2 separate regions of the Zea mays genome follow, and region 2 is linked to region 1. A link is a contact called in public Hi-C data. All regions are on one chromosome and are shown on one strand. The core of a region is the stretch at or near the end of the contact, and the rest is flanking DNA. Distances in the headings are between cores, read along the strand shown.

Region 1 (7,847 bases), core at 3,717-6,216:
ATTCATCAGTCAGCTCCCCTGCTGCCCTGCATCTACATTCTACAACCGCACGTTTCATCACAACTTCCCTTCACCGTTACTCATCCTCTTCCACCTCTACTTCTTCCTTCTCGTAATCTGAGTCAGAACCTTCTTTGTCTCCAAAAGGATCCTCGTCGTTCCTACCATCATCCTCGTCCTCGGAAGATTCATCAGGATAATCAAAAAGAGGATTGTCTTCGGCTGCATATTCGGTATGGAAAGAGCTTCAGCTAATTCAAGCAGCTATGGATCTAACTGATTAGTTAACGAAAAATAATGATGGTACGGTTACCATTGGAATCATCTGTGTCATATGGACAATCTTCGTAGCATTCATCTTCTCCATCATCCACTTGTAACCTTATGTAACAAGACCACTCATTAAGAAGACACTCTCACATGAGCCGAATTGAATAAAACACATGTGATTCATATTTGGTTATTCACCTTGGATATGAAGCTGCTGACGTGGCCTCCATTGTGTCATCCACCTCCTTGACAGTATAGATATCATAAACTTCAGAATCTGCTAAACAGCAAAAATAGACTCGTCAAAATTAATGCTGGAGCTAGATTGTTCACCATTACTACTTGGTCGCTAGTATTACAGTTAATAAAGAAAGCGCCAAGAACCCTTCCGTTACTGTTGAGAGCATCTCAAGGCAACAAGCTTCAATACCTTCTGATTGCGCCAATGAAATTATATCCGCCTCAATTTCCTCGGCAGTTGATGGCAAGTATTCCCGTATAAGTGGAAGAAAGTTGCATAGAACAGCACCCTCTTCAAAAGATGTAATCCTGCAGTGAATATTGTAAGGAAACATGAAACAGTACAACTCCACATTCCAAATGGCCTGATAAATTGTAAAAAAAACTTGCCGTGGTTCTGCTGGATGCTTCTCATCATCGGGATCTACTTGGACAGCATCATAAAGATGGCATATTTCTCTCAATGAGTCACCAGCATCAGCCTTTTCTCCTTTTCGACTCTTCCATATTTGTGCAAACCGAGCATTTCTTCCCATATCCTGCATATGGTCAATGAACAAAACCATGAATAAGAGTGAATGAGAAGGAACACCATGTAATCTACAAAAGAATTAAAAATAAAACACTATCACAGTTTTTTAGTCTAAGGATAATCAGAGAATATCAATTCCCTCATGAAATCCTAATACACAATCTAACATTACAAGGCGCATGCTATAGCAACTCCTGAAGACTAGCCACATTCTGTAATGGACCAAACCTGCTCACTTGCAACAATCAAATGCCTCTCTCCTAAAGAACCTGACCACCACATTATTAAAACATTAACACAAATAGTGTCCAGTGCCAAGTGTCATCCATCAATATACACGAGTGTACCCAGGCCTCCAGGTTTGGTAAAGTAGAGCACACAATAGTTAATTTAGCATGTAATCATTTTGCTAGCTAAATCTGCATATCTAGCTTTCCATGTGCTTGTGGCAAGGGAATGTTCCCAGAGTCCAATTCCCAACCAATAAACTTATTTGGGAATTGGGACACAACACTGTTAGCATAGCTTGGTTCCCACAAGATTATGTCACAATCAGGACCAACATGGATAAATCTGTGGTGTGGAGCTAAAACCAAATCGCATATACTCGCAGGTGAGGTGTGACATACAAAATTCAAACAAGAATGCAGAAGTAGCAGTGATGTAAACACTTCAAAAAACTCATACTAAATCATCATGGGGCACTCCTGAACTAGCCAATAAACTATGCACCAATCAGAGTATGTGAAATAAACCTAATACTAGATTACAAGGAAGAAATAAAGTGCATGATAGAAAACTTAATTTAACCCTGACAAAATAGAACAGAAAAATGTTTTGCAAGTTAATAATGGTTATTGGTGAATAATGTACTTAAAATTTCCATTGTAATTAGAGCCCTTAGTTTTCCTCATATAGTTAATTCTATGCTTGGGTTATAGTCATTTCATGATATGCACCAAAATATCAAATTCACTGTCCCCTTAGTACTTGCAGAAACCTGAGAAGAAGAATCTGGCTGCAGTCAGAATAATATGATGTGTACCTCATGCCTCTGTCTGGCAGCTGATCGTAGTTGCTCTGGTTTCTGTCCAGACAAAAAGGGTTGACTTTAGTATTTAACCAACTAAATTCATTTCAACAGCTAAAATATGAAAAACACTGATTGCTAGGTAGTAAATGTTAGTGCCTACAACGTACAGGAGAAAATTAAAAAGGTTTAATTATTACATAATCCTCTTGGGAACCAGTGAACACAAATACTTACTTTGTCTTGCTTGATTCTGTCATTCCACTCCTTTGTCTTGCTCTTTGTCTCCTTGGAATTTGAGTCAACAAGCTGCAGAAACAAATGTAGTAGTTTATATGTCTGATATATAGAACAAGTAATGCACGTCCATTGTGTAACCCTGTTTGAGTGCATAACAGAAACAGGCTTCTGTTTTCCAGGTAAAGCGATGATGAATACTGTACGTACAAATGGTAACGTTATTTTTGTATTTCGAAGAAGCTGTTCATTTGCAGTATTTGAACTCCAAGAAATGCATTGAAGATGTTGTGATGTTTTCAAGTCGTCCGATGAATAGCGATTAATCGCCCAAGTCGTCCGACTTGAAAACATTCCGTGATAAAGGTTACTTGTGTTTTATATATAATCCACAGGGAGGAAAAATTAACGAATAAGTCCAATGACGCAGTAGTATCGCTGAACAGATAGGAGAAATGAAGCATCAACTGAAATTTAACCACGGGCTAAGAAACAGCTATGCCACGCCAAACCCTGAATCTGGATGCTAATCCAGCTTATACAACAAGAAATAAATAAGAAGCAGACGAATGGAAAGGGAAGCCATACCAAAAGAGATTGTAAAACATCTTCGACAGCTTCAGAGTGGTGTACTGTCTCGATGTGCTGGACAAGAATTTTCTTAACCCGTGGTTCCTCTGAAGCTGCGTGGATGTGAAGCAATTAAATCAATTTGCCGGCGAAGGAGGCACTGCTATGCTTTTATTTTTTAAAAAAAAAATGTTGCCTATAATTGTTCGTCTGAATATGAGCTGAATTCGGTACCACCTAAACATATCACGTCAGCATTCAGGAGGAGACAGGACAATCTTAGGGCTAGTTTGGAAACCCCATTTTCATTTCCATTTTTCCAAGGGAAATTAGTTCATTTTTCTTTGGGAAAATAGAAATCCTATAGGAAAATGGAGTTCACAAACTAGCCCTTACATTGTTTCGGGATAATTTCGCACGAGCAAGTTACTGATAATGTACGGAATGAACAATCCTTTAGTAACAGTGACATGTTACATCCTTTTTTTTTGGCTTGTGTACCTTTGACACTGGCAGAGGACGAGGAGGGTTCGGAGATGGAAAGGCGGGAGAAATCAATCGCCGCCTTCTTTGCCGGCCTCTCATTAATCTCTAGCCCTGATAATAGAGCAGGAAAAAAAACCGAAAACAGTCATTTGTATTGAGTGGGGGAAAATCCAAGAGAAAAGTGGGCGGGGCACTGAGAAAGGAAGAGAAGGGAGCTCACAGAAAGCGTCCGGGCGGTTTTGCGAAGGTTTGCGCTTGACCCGGACGACGATGGGCTTCTCCCTAGCAGCGGGCTCCGAGATGGACGCCATGGGCGGCGGTTGGGTAGGGTTAAAACCCCAGGCAGGGGCGGGGCGTTAGTACTTCTGTTTTTTTTTTCCGATTCTTCTCTTGATCTCTTCTAACTCTGTCCCGTGCTTTAGGATTGGTGCGCACGGTATCTGACGGACGTGGAGAGAGAAGCAGACCCTAGGCTTGGTTGCTGTTCGAGTAGATCTGATGACGCCACCCAACCGGACTAAAGATCTTCAGTAGTTTTTTTTTTTAAAAAAAAACTCCCAAAAACGACGTAGGGAGTTGCTAAATAATAATAGAAAGTAAAAAATTCCATGTTTTTAATAGTCCTCTATTTTTAGTTGCTATTTTTTAAAATAATGCTAACTCAGCTTATTAGCCTTTTTTAAATAGCCCTAGTTTGTCTTCATCCAGGCAAGCACGTAGATCAAATAACGAACAGCTTCACCTACTTCATCTGTGTACAAGGTCTTGGTTCATTGGTTTTGCTTCTTCATCAGATATTCAGGTAGTACTACTTGCTTCATGTGGTACTTTAATTATCACCAAGAATTAGTTGCTAGTCCACATGTGTTCCATAAAAGAAATCAGTGCCTCATTAATTTATTTCAACCGTGATTAGATTGTACAGTAGGACGAGCGCGATCAGATTGCATACCTATAATTCAATAGTTCTGTATGAACTGAAAACACATATAATTCTATCTGAATTTTAGTCACATATACACATGAAACTAGATTGGAAACAGTATATAGGAGTAGAACATGCAACTAAAAATCCACAAAAGTAGAGCGTCGACGTGGCTGAGATCTCGGCAGTCACGGATGTTCGCGTTAGGGTCTGTTTGGCATGGCTTCAGAGCAAACTTTTAAGGAGGAGTTGGTCAGAGCATGTCAAACACCCTAACTTCAGAGTTGTAAACTCTATGGAGTTTTTGGAGCTACAGTACAATTTTTTGGAGTACCTCTTTTGCTACTCCAAAAACTCCAAGAAAGCAACCTAGTCAGAGAGTTTGGTGTTATTTACCCGTCACTACCACCAGTTATGAGAAACAATCTAAACTCTAAAGTAGAGCTGCTCCATCTAGAGTTTTGTATTAGAGCTGCTCTAGGGTGGAGCAGAGTCATGTCAAACACGCTCTTAATAATGATGACACTGAATTAAGGATGAGAAGCAGAGCAAGCGCGAGCAGCGGACGAGAAGGACACGACACGACACGCAACGCAATCAGCACCATACAGATAAAAAGAATATCCTATTTCAGCGTGAGAGGTGGGACAGACTACAGAGAGGCGGCTTGCGGCAGCTTGCGTTCCCTTCGTTGCCGCCTACCCCACGCAACGCAACGCAACGGATCGCCAAATCAACTTGAGCTTGAGCATCCCACCAATCCACTCCCCAACAGCAATGGACGCCGCCCAGCGCCGCGTCGGTACCCACCTCCAGCGCCCGCCGCCGCCCGCCGGGGGCTACGGCCTCACCGTCAACCCCACCGCGGCCGAGTACGTCCACGGTGCGTCGCTCTAACTACCTGCGCTTCCCTTCCCTTCCCTTCCTCCGTGTGCCAGTTCCGTTCCGCCCCGCCGCCTGCTGTTTCGTTCGCCGCGAGCCGCTCCCGACTCCCCGTCAACGATCCACTGCAACATGGAGTTTTCGCTTTATTTACTAGTTACTACTAGATTTATTTACTCCTATATCTGTCTGTCTGTCTGTCAGCATCAGGATGGGTCCAGTCAACTCTTATTAAGGCATCTATCTTCCTTCAGTTTCACTTGTCTGTCAGCATCAGGATGGATCCACTCCATCCTCGTTGAGTAGCGAGAATGAGAATATACTCTGTATCTAAATCGAACTGTTTATATGGACGCATGCACATGATATCGCTGCTACCTGCATTCGTCCCCAGCGCCTGCTGCCACCCTATCCCTGCTCCATTCCAACCGCGATTATTGTTTCCTTTGTTTGGGTTGACGGTGCAGTTACATACATGAATGTTTTCAGCGCAGGGCTACAGTGTCCTCCTCCCTGAGAAATTGCAAACCGGCAGGTGGAACGTGTACCGGTACGTGCCCTTGGTTAGTGGTTGTTCTTTCTGCGGTCCCTGTGCTGTGATGGCTTGCTTCTGATTCCTATCGCCGTCTTGCAGATCCGCGCGTTCACCGTTAAGGCTGATAAGTAGATTCCCTGACACCCCAGACATTGGAACGCTGCATGACAATTTCACGTAAGACACCGGGGCCACCACCCCACTTCCATCTGGCCTTTTTATCTTGCTTTCTTTCCTATCTAGCTTCTGTGAAAGGTTCTGTTATTACCAACAACAATGTGATCGGTTTACTGTTTCCCTTTATTTTTGCGCAAAGCTTGGATTTGGAAAAAAAGTTATCTAGGTCAAATATGATATCTTGATCTGATGTTAGAATAACTGAATAAGAGCTAGTGAAAATCTTGAATGCACTAGTTTTTATGTGATAGCTCACGCCTTCATGAAAGCTGGTAAAATTGACCGACTAGGAGGAAAAAAATGTCGTAACCTTTCAGGCAAAGTGTTATATTTTCCAAATTTTGCAGGTATGCAGTTGAGACATTTACAGACTGTAAGTACCTGGGAACAAGAATCAGAGCAGATGGAACAATTGGAGAGTAAGGATTAGCTATCTAATACACTCACTATCGCCTGCAGCGTCCTTTTCATCCAGACTGATTTGTGCAAGTGACAAATAATGTTGTAGCTACAAATGGATGACATATGGAGAAGCTAGCACGAGCAGGACTGCAGTAGGTTCTGGCCTTATATATCATGGAGTTCGTGAAGTGAGTCATCATGATCTGAACAAGCACTTGTTATTTTGTTCTTAACAAAACAGATTGTTCTGAGTATATTTGAGCTTATGTCAAACATATTTCTATTTGGAATCAGGGTGCATGCATTGGTCTGTATTTTGTAAACAGACCTGAGTGGATTATAGTTGACCATGCTTGTTCTGCATATTCATATGTATCTGTGCCACTTTATGACACACTTGGTATGTTCATAGAATGACTATACTATAGGTATCTTGGTTGTTCATGATTTGTCTAGTGACAGTTTTTGTTGATTGTACATTTGTACTTTCAGGCCCAGATGCTGTTCAATTCATTGTGAACCATGCAGCGGTGGAAGTTATATTCTGTGTGCCTCAAACTCTAAGCACTGTAAGCTTTAATCACTTATCTCTTTCAACCTTCAACAATTACTCGTTCCTGAAATAAAATTTGCAAATGACTCCTATGATGAGGCTGCATGTCAGAAGTCATATTAGTCATAAGTTATAACTAGCGAGGCTAGAACTGCATCAGGAACTTGGGCCATTCTTTGTTTGTACTGGTATAACTCTGTAACAGGTTTCTCTAGCATAAAAAACATTGCATAGTATGGTACAAATGGGCAAGTGGCAGGCATGCCAACTTTTTTGGAGGCCCATATGCATGAAATAGATGGTTAATCTTTTGGATACAGTGGCATTCATTGATGTTGTTTAGAAAAATTACATTGGTTTATTAATGCCATTTAGCTTTTAACTTCACATTATTATAGTATTGTATCCTAGATTTTAAAGACAGACTGAACTTACGGTATTTATTTTACTCATGGTTATATTTTAATTGCAGCTGTTAAGTTTTATAGCTCAAATGCCATGTGTTCGGCTTATAGTGGTAAGTATGGACTGCTTACTGTTGACAAACAATGTAACATTCATGATTATTCAAGGGCCTTTTCTCTTTAATTTTCCTAGTTTCTTTTGTCTAGGTAGTTGGTGGAGATGATGCAAATCTGCCATCAACGCCAGTAACTACTGGAGTGCAAATCATAACTTACTCCAGGTTGCTCATCCAGGTGCTCATGATGATTTTTGCGCATCCTTCAGTTTTACTCATGATGATTTTCTCTTTTAACCATTTCCAACGCTACATAAAGCTACCATGTTACAAATTACTTCCCGTAAACTGCATTATTTTACTGTTTTCTTCTTGTTCTTCTTCCTTGCCTATGTGCTTCAAGAGTTTGACCATTACAAAGTTGATGTGATTTCATACCTAAGTCACACATATGTACTTATGTTATATATTGTGTTCTTAGATTTTATACATGGGATGCCATGATTTCTTTTCCATCCTTTGTTGGGTGGAAATTTTATATATATATA
Region 2 (7,847 bases), core at 2,695-5,194, 190 kb after region 1:
CTCTGTTGGATAATTCTCTTTTGCTTCCCGTAAACAGTACTCTTACATGTCATCGTGTATTTAAATATAGAAGATGCCGGGCCCACTGTTGGAGCAAAGGCGAAGACGCTACCCTTCGCGCGAAGCCTTCGTCGCGACGCCACTGTAACGGGCCCTTCGTTCCATCCATCGCAGGACGAAGGCCAGACCCCGACGAAATCCGCCGGTCCCGCGTCCCTCATCTCGCCCGGAGGCCCACGTGGAATTCGGCCCACTGTAACGGGCCCCGCGTGGATAGACAAGTTACGGGCCTCATTTGTAATAGCTTTCTGTAATGACGGTCTGTAACCCTTCTTTATGGGAATATTCTGGGATAATCCGGGTACCCGAGGACATAACCGTCCTTGTCTTGGGACGTTCGACGCTCGGGTACCTATAAATACCCTCGTACAGTGCCCTTGAGAGGCCAGATTAACAGAGCTATTACCTTTCATCGTTAAACCTTGCGTTCACTCTCATCACTCTCCCGTTGGATCTACTTGCCCAGGAGAGCAAGCTCCAACACCCACCTTCATTTGCACATGTGTAAAGTCTAAAATATAAACTAATTAATGATAACAGCATGCATATAAGGGAAGTTCTTATGTCTTTTCCATATCTCAACAAGTTCTCAATTTTATATATACTTTGATGGAGCAATGCTAGCTTCTTCATATGTCTTCGCTTGGAGATGGAGAGGCCCGACACCTTCATATGTTTTCATCAACTGCTCTCAGCTCAGCTGATGACGACGTCTTAGATGAGTTCATCTTCTTGTCATCGTCGCTAATGATAACTCTCTCTTGCAGCATCTTCTCCAACCGGGCGTTCCAAGCCATCTCCTCCTCGACCTCCTTCCTCAGGTCTTCCACCCTATGCTCCAGCTGCCGGACGTACCCCAGCAGCATCTCTTCCCTCTCCTCCCTTGGAGCGGTCACGCTCACATCACCATTGCCGCCGCCGTCATCCAAGCGGCCGGCGGTGCGTTGCAACACGTGCGTCACCATGTCCCTTTGCATCTCCAGGCTCTGCAGGACGGTCATCAGCTGCTGAGTCACCACTTGCTGCTGCTGCTTAAGCCCTACCGCCTCCGCCGCCTTCCCGTGAACGTGATCGTCGCCATCTCCATGCTGCGGCTGCGCCGGCGGCCGTCCTCTATCTCCATCTCCGTCTCCAGCGGAGTTGCTGTCGTGTAGCTCCACCTGGTCATCCCCTTCATCAAAATCGAATGGAAGGCACCTCTTCTCCGCCTCCACCGGCCGCTCCTCGGTCGTCGGATCAAACTCTAGGTTGTCCTCATTGAAGTTCCAGCCGCTGATCCGTCGGTTCTTGGCGACGACGACGTTGTCGGCGTGACGGGGGCACGGCGACACGCAGCGTGCGCCGCCGCCGACACACCCGCAGAGATCATTACCCGCTTCGTCGTCCTTGCGACACCGCTCCTCGATGCTTGGGACGGCGGCGAGGACGTTGCGGACGAGAAAGTCCCTGGAGCGACGGGAGCAAGCCTTGAAGAAGGGGTGGCGGAGGAGCTTCTCCGCCGACGGCCGCTTTGCCGGCTCCTGGCAGAGGCAGGCGGACACCATGTCCTTGAACGCCCTGGAGAACTTGTTGTTCTTGTCCCTGCGGTTGCCCGTGCCGACGCTCTCCTCGAAGCGGACGCGGCTGGTGATTCTCATCAGCATCGACTTGGACGGCGGCAGGTGCGAGAGCGGCGGGCGGCCGTGCGCGAGCTCCAGCGCCGTGATGCCGAACGACCAGATGTCGGCCTTGATGCCGTAGCCGACGTGGGAGTGGATCACCTCGGGCGCCATCCAGTACGGCGTCCCCGCCACGTCGTTGAAGCAGCACGACGCCGACGAGCCGGTCCCCACTGCCGCCGCCGTCGAGGCCGACGCAGACGCGTGTTGCCGGATGGTCTCGTAGATGGACGCCGAGACGCCGAAGTCGGCCAGCTTGACGGCGCCGTCCGAGTCCACCAGGATGTTTCCGGCCTTGATGTCGCGGTGGATGCGCCCCTGTCCGTGGAGGTAGCACAGCGCGCGGAGCGTCTCCCCGAGCACGACGGCCACGCACGGCTCCGGCAGGCCGCCGGGGAACCCGTGGCGCAGGATGGAGTGCAGCGAGCCGGCGCCCATGAAGGGCATCACCACCCACAGGTGGCTCCCCACGGTGAAGGAGCAGTGCGCTCGGAGCACGTTGCCGTGGGACAGCAGCGCCATGGCCTTGGCCTCCCGCTGCACGCCGTCCAGATCGGCGCGCGACCGCTCCAGGTCGATCGCCTTGATGGCCACCACCGCCGACGAGCCCAGAGGCAGGCACACGGCCTTGTACACCACCGCGCTCACGCCGCTCCCGATCTTGCACAGCAGGCGGTAGGACTCTGCGTTCAGCGGGTACCTCGCTTCGTCGCCGCCACCGCTAGCAGCATTGTTGGCCGCCGCCATAGCTGACGGCGCGGCCGTGGCGGCTGGAGCAAAGAGGCCAGCTGCACGTAGCATTTATCGATCAGTATATTGTGTAGTGGCACGTCACAAAGTGAGAGACACTAATATATATACACACATCATGACATACCCGTCCGTCACACACAATATATTTTTTTATAGCAAATGTGTTCAAAAATACAAATGACGATACTATATTTTTTTATAAATATAGTTAAACTTGTGATTGATTGCCTCATAAAAAACAAACATATACAAATGAAATATATTTTTTATAACATATAAACCTATTCAGAATTGCAAATAATGATACTATTTTTTTTAAAAAAAAACCTAAAAGTAAAATGCATCAACGAGTTGAAGTTAGCAATGTTGTGCCACTTGAGTTCTCAAATTCTCAAAACCGGTAAAACGGGTGTTCGAACATGACCACCCATCCAAAACGAGTAAAATGTATCAACGGACCTGAAACTTGGCATTATAGTCCCCGGACTCTTAAAATTAGGAAAACAGGTGCTAGAACTTGCCAGCCCATTGAAAACCGTCTAAAATCGTATTTGCTCAAATCGAACATCGACGTGGCGTCCAAAACCGGTTTTATAAAAACTTAATATCTACTAACTCCTCAAGAAAAGAGACATGCATGTACTCTTTTTTAGACAAGGGGTATATATGTATGGTCAAAAAATGGAGATGCGTGCATATTATATGGTTGGAGTGAAAATTACATTGCACTGGTGATGTAATTAACGGGTCTTGGAGTCGAATAATTAATTAAGGTGCATGTGAAGACATGGGGAAAGATAAAAAGAGAAAGAAAAGAAGATGGGTGGCCACAGCTTTGGGTGGTATTGTGTTGTTGTCACGGCCGAAGGAGCTGGGTTGCTCGTGAAGCTATTCAGTACAAGACTGCTTTTGGGTAGATGTTCCTGTCTCAGGTCTGATCGTGTGAAGACACCATGAACAAGCAAAGTTTGAAGATCACATTAATTAAGCCCCAGCAAAAGATCAACTAGAGTGTATTACATTTTTTGTTGTGAAGAAAAATCAAAACGCTATTTAACATCAACTAGAGTGTTTTATGAAATTTGTAGATTTTTTCTATCTTTTAAAAATTTGTCTAGAGCTAAATTAAAATTTTGAAAGCTTCTAAAGGTATTTTCACGTGGTTTAAGTATTTATTTGGATTCTTTATGTCTTAATATATATGTGTTTTTTTTTTCAAAAATTCTAGAAGCTTAAGGATATTTCCTCTTGTTTAAAAACGTCATCAAATATTTACATGATTTTTAATTGACCCTTGAAACAAAAATAGAGATGTAATTCAAATGATTTTGATAATTTAAATCTATAATTTTGCATCCTATATTTTACGCACTCTATTGAAACTCTACCGAAGACAGTCAACACACACCACCATTTGTCCATTGAGGCCCACGATCATTTATCCATCAAGGGCTCAAGGCCCGTTCATCCGATGACGTCACCGATTTCCTCCCATTCAATTCGTAAATTTCGTCCATGCATGGGCATGGAATGGATGGATGTGAATGCCACGAACGATTCCGCCCCGCCGGCCAGGTGAGAGATGAGCCTCACGGCGGCCTTCCGTGCCACCAAAATCCCGCGCGCTCTTCCTCCAAAGTGCGGTGAGCCTGCCGCCTCCTCCTCGGCCTCGGCGTCCGGGGATCCGCCGCCGGGGGCCGCGAAGAGTACTAAGGCGCCGCCGCCGTGGTGCGTGTACCTTATAGCCTCATCCCGGATCCGCCGCACGTACGTCGGCGTCACCACCGATTTCCCTCGCCGGTGATTCCTCGCCCTGCTCTACCTGCCTCCCCCGTTCCTTTCCCCACTTGCTTGTCTCGGATAGTCGTCATATGGTTGCAGCAAGCTAAGTTCGTGTGGTGTTAGCATTTGGAGAAGACTACGGTTGGAGTTGCAGAACCACAAGAAATTGACCCCATCCGGTTGTGCTTGTTGCAGGACAGTGTGGCTCTATCTCGTTAGGGCTGAAATTTGATTGCTTTGCTTCAATTTAGTACTTCTTGTTTTGTATTCATACTCTGAGTCGCCTTGCTCTGGTTTGCAGGATACACATGCTTGAAAATGCAAATTTAATTCACAGTTTTTCAATAGGTATATGTTAATAACAGCTAGCAGCTTAAGCAAGCATACTGTTAAAATGAATAAAGACCTGTAGTACTAGTCATGCACATAGATGTTGTATTTGTGTATTAGTGAAAGGAGCCTTTTTTATATATTTATATAGGCTGCGGCAACATAATGGTGAGTTAAAAGGTGGTGCAAAAGCTTCCTCTGCCGGCAGGCCTTGGAATCTCGCATGCCTTGTTGAAGGATTTGCCAACAGAAGTGAAGGTTAGTAGTAACTATCTGTTTTCTGGCTTACAGCTTCACACTTTGATGGTTCTTCAATTAATAGACTAGGTATGTGTCCGTGTGTTGTCACGAGGTGGGAGACCGTGGGGAGCGACGCCTAGGCTACAAATATATTTTTGTTTATTTCTAAACACCAAGATACGTGTGGTCCGGTGGTTAGTCCCAAATTTCTAGAACAGAGAGGTGTGGGTTCGAGTGCTCGTTTTTGCACTGTTTTTTGTGGGCGCTGGGCGTGGGGAGGGTGAAGCCGTGGTAGCACCAGATGCCTACATTAGATTCTTAATAGAGTAGTATAGATTAGAACAGTCTGCTTGTCACTCTTTAGGTTGTGCGTACAACTTTCTTAGCTATTTAGCCTGGGATTGCTAAATTTACTTGTAATTGGATGCTGGGACTATTCTTTATGTTCGTTCGGGTTTTCAGTTAATTGTGCTATGTTTACCTTACCAAGTTACCATACTAACCCCGCAGCAACTTGACTGCCTGTCATGTGTCCTGGCGTATAACCAACTAGTTCATCTATCTTTTTCGAGGTAGTTAATCCTCATGTACTAAGCATTCAATTTTTGCTTCCTTCATTTTCATACATAAAAGTATTAATACCATCCACAAAACTTGGAGTGTTTCAGTTCATGAAAGTTTCTTAATGTAATGTTCAGCTTATTGTACTTACTAGCATCTGCAATTTCTGCATCAGAAAGGAAATGGTCATTTGCTACTTGAGTTTGGACTAGTGCAAAAGATGTCTTATTTATCTTATCATCCTTTTGCAGCCTGTGAGTTTGAATCGAAATGGAAGATCGTCTCCCGAAAAATTGCACGGAAAAGAACTGAGCTTAGCATGAAGTCAGTGTTGCAACATCGAGAAGCAGCTTTGAGCAGAGTGGAAACATTCATGGATTGTAGCCACCTAAAAATCAAATGGCAGTCAAGTTGAGACCATTTAATCACTTGCACTATGCAGGTGGCAGGCATCTAACTTGGAGAAACATAACCACTTAAGAATCCTCCTGTCTTCTAGCAGCTCGTAGCAAAGATAACTTATAATCTTCTGCTGAACAATCAAGATGGCTGCTGCTATGCTTTCTTAACATGAAAAACCAAGAGTAGCCCCAGTGAAATTCTATGTTTGATTTTTTTTTCTATGAACAATTGTTTCCGAACAATAATATGGATCATGCGACACCCGTTTGTAAATGTAAATTATACTTATGTATTGTAATCACCTATATTTCTTCTCATTCATCTTGGCCTTTCAGTGGAGCTATTCTTTCCGCACTGCATTTGAGCCAAGTTCTGCTGAATGCCATGTGGAAATTTATGCCCGGCTTTGAAACTGTTGTTACTAGCACAAGTATGCAACAATATAAAATATTTGAATATATAAATGTTGGTCGTTCCCACTCTTTGAGGAGTCAAACATTTTTAACTTTGACCACATTTATATAAAAATATTAATAATTATAGTACATAATTAGTATTATTAGATAGATATTTTATTAGATAGATCTTTGAATCTATTTTTGTAGTAAAATTATTTGAAGATATAAATGTTACTAATATATTCTATAAATCTAGTCAATTTTTTTTGACCAGCACGAATATCATAGCGACAAACATTTGTGGACGAAGGAAGTAACAAATCCGACTGCATGCAGGACCGATAAAAAATGCAGCCCGCTCCTTGGCACGACAGAACTTGGTCAGAAGTTTAAGCTGTCCTCAACAACTTGCCTATCATATTACCTATCTTGTCTTACATTTTAAAGTTCACTCTATGAATAGTATAATTTACAGTGTAAAACATTCTTTTACATGACCATATGTATAATCTACTGAAGATAACACCAAAATAGACTCAATTGATCGTCACTTCATCACCACCTTGCCACGACCAAGATTCTCTCAGTTTAGCTTCGTGTCATTCTTGAGCGCTAGTGGTGGTGTTAGAAGTGGAAATCCTAACCCTAAACAGGATTGGGAGATGTCGAGTACTCAAGAACCAGGTGCCCGAATTAGGTCCAACAACCTCTTCAAAAAAAACGGTCGACCTGCTAGGCAAAGCGACCAAGCAGGTCTCTGCCGAGCAACCCTGTGAGGCAGAGCGACTGAGTAAGTCCCTGTCGAGCAACCCTGCGAGGGGGAGGTCACAACCCCGTGTCACCGAACCATGTCAGCTACAACAAGACGTGTCGACCTCAAGACACGTCGAGACCATATGCATGACATTTCGAAGGTGCGCCGATAAGTCACTGTCGGCACGACTGCACACGGTAAGAACGGGCGTGCCCCACTGACTTGTGGGGCCAGTCAACCCGACCGCGGGGACCTCAACACCGGACTCTCTACAATTACCCACATAAAGGAAAGGACGGAACAATACACCATATCGGGTGTACACCTACGCATGCAGGAGGGTGACACAAGATTCGTGATGCCACACATGATCCCAAAACACGCAGTGGGTCTACCCTACGAGCCCCGCCAGGGGCCGCTACATCAGCATCAGACTTGCTATAGGGACCTGTATACCGGGCGGAAGAAGCGGTATGCCATACTGGGAGTACGGTTGCACACGACTGTCCTCATACTCCCGACAACGACTCATACAGTTGTCGATTCTATTCGAACACGAGCTGGTGACACCCTCAACGTTTCGTATGTCAGAATCTTGGTCGCTAGTGTGCCCATCTTCGGCTGCCCCTTACTCAATTTTCGCTGGAGCAACCGTGAACCCTTCGCGGACCGGCCTTCGAACTCCAGACTTGAAGGCTGTCTTGCCATGAGTTTTTCGCTCTTCGGTTCCTGCCATAGGAATTTGAACGGGTTTGGGTCCTTACTGGAGAGCGATCCCTTGACGTTTGTAAACGGGTTTGGGTCCTTGCTGGAAAGTGATCCCTTGGCGTTCGTCTAGTTCCTTAGGTCGGGGCGTTCCCAAAGAGTGGCTCGGTCGGTTCTGGCTCCCTTCGAATTTCTTGAGAACCT

What was found. A called contact is a pair of places that touch in the nucleus more often than the background predicts.
Region 2: a contact with region 1 is called in a Hi-C map of endosperm, with 4 times the contacts expected there. The contact joins the promoter of LOC100284153 here to the promoter of LOC100281538 in region 1. A contact is called at or near these places in 5 of 25 Hi-C or Micro-C datasets (bundle sheath, ear, endosperm and 1 more).

The regions. Positions count from the first base shown.
Region 1 is chr10:1,057,995-1,065,841 of Zm-B73-REFERENCE-NAM-5.0, forward strand. LOC100281538 (AMP-binding protein) reads left to right here and starts at 4,967. Exons shown (of 23, transcript NM_001154456.2): 1 at 4,967-5,173; 2 at 5,662-5,722; 3 at 5,807-5,884; 4 at 6,232-6,303; 5 at 6,393-6,474; 6 at 6,581-6,686; 7 at 6,779-6,855; 8 at 7,312-7,356; 9 at 7,451-7,537. The coding sequence starts at 5,068. It overlaps LOC100193832, which reads right to left and starts at 3,723. Exons shown (of 10, transcript NM_001138914.1): 1 at 3,586-3,723; 2 at 3,381-3,476; 3 at 2,898-2,992; 4 at 2,310-2,381; 5 at 2,088-2,129; 6 at 901-1,049; 7 at 701-819; 8 at 469-547; 9 at 314-381; 10 at 1-222. The coding sequence starts at 3,676. The coding sequence ends at 77.
Region 2 is chr10:1,244,225-1,252,071 of Zm-B73-REFERENCE-NAM-5.0, forward strand. LOC100284153 (holiday junction resolvase, S1x1p, URI domain nuclease) reads left to right here and starts at 3,945. Exons shown (of 3, transcript NR_182038.1): 1 at 3,945-4,841; 2 at 5,334-5,395; 3 at 5,636-6,134. LOC103640656 (serine/threonine-protein kinase BLUS1) reads right to left here and starts at 2,550. Exons shown (of 1, transcript XM_008664139.2): 1 at 554-2,550. The coding sequence starts at 2,519. The coding sequence ends at 729.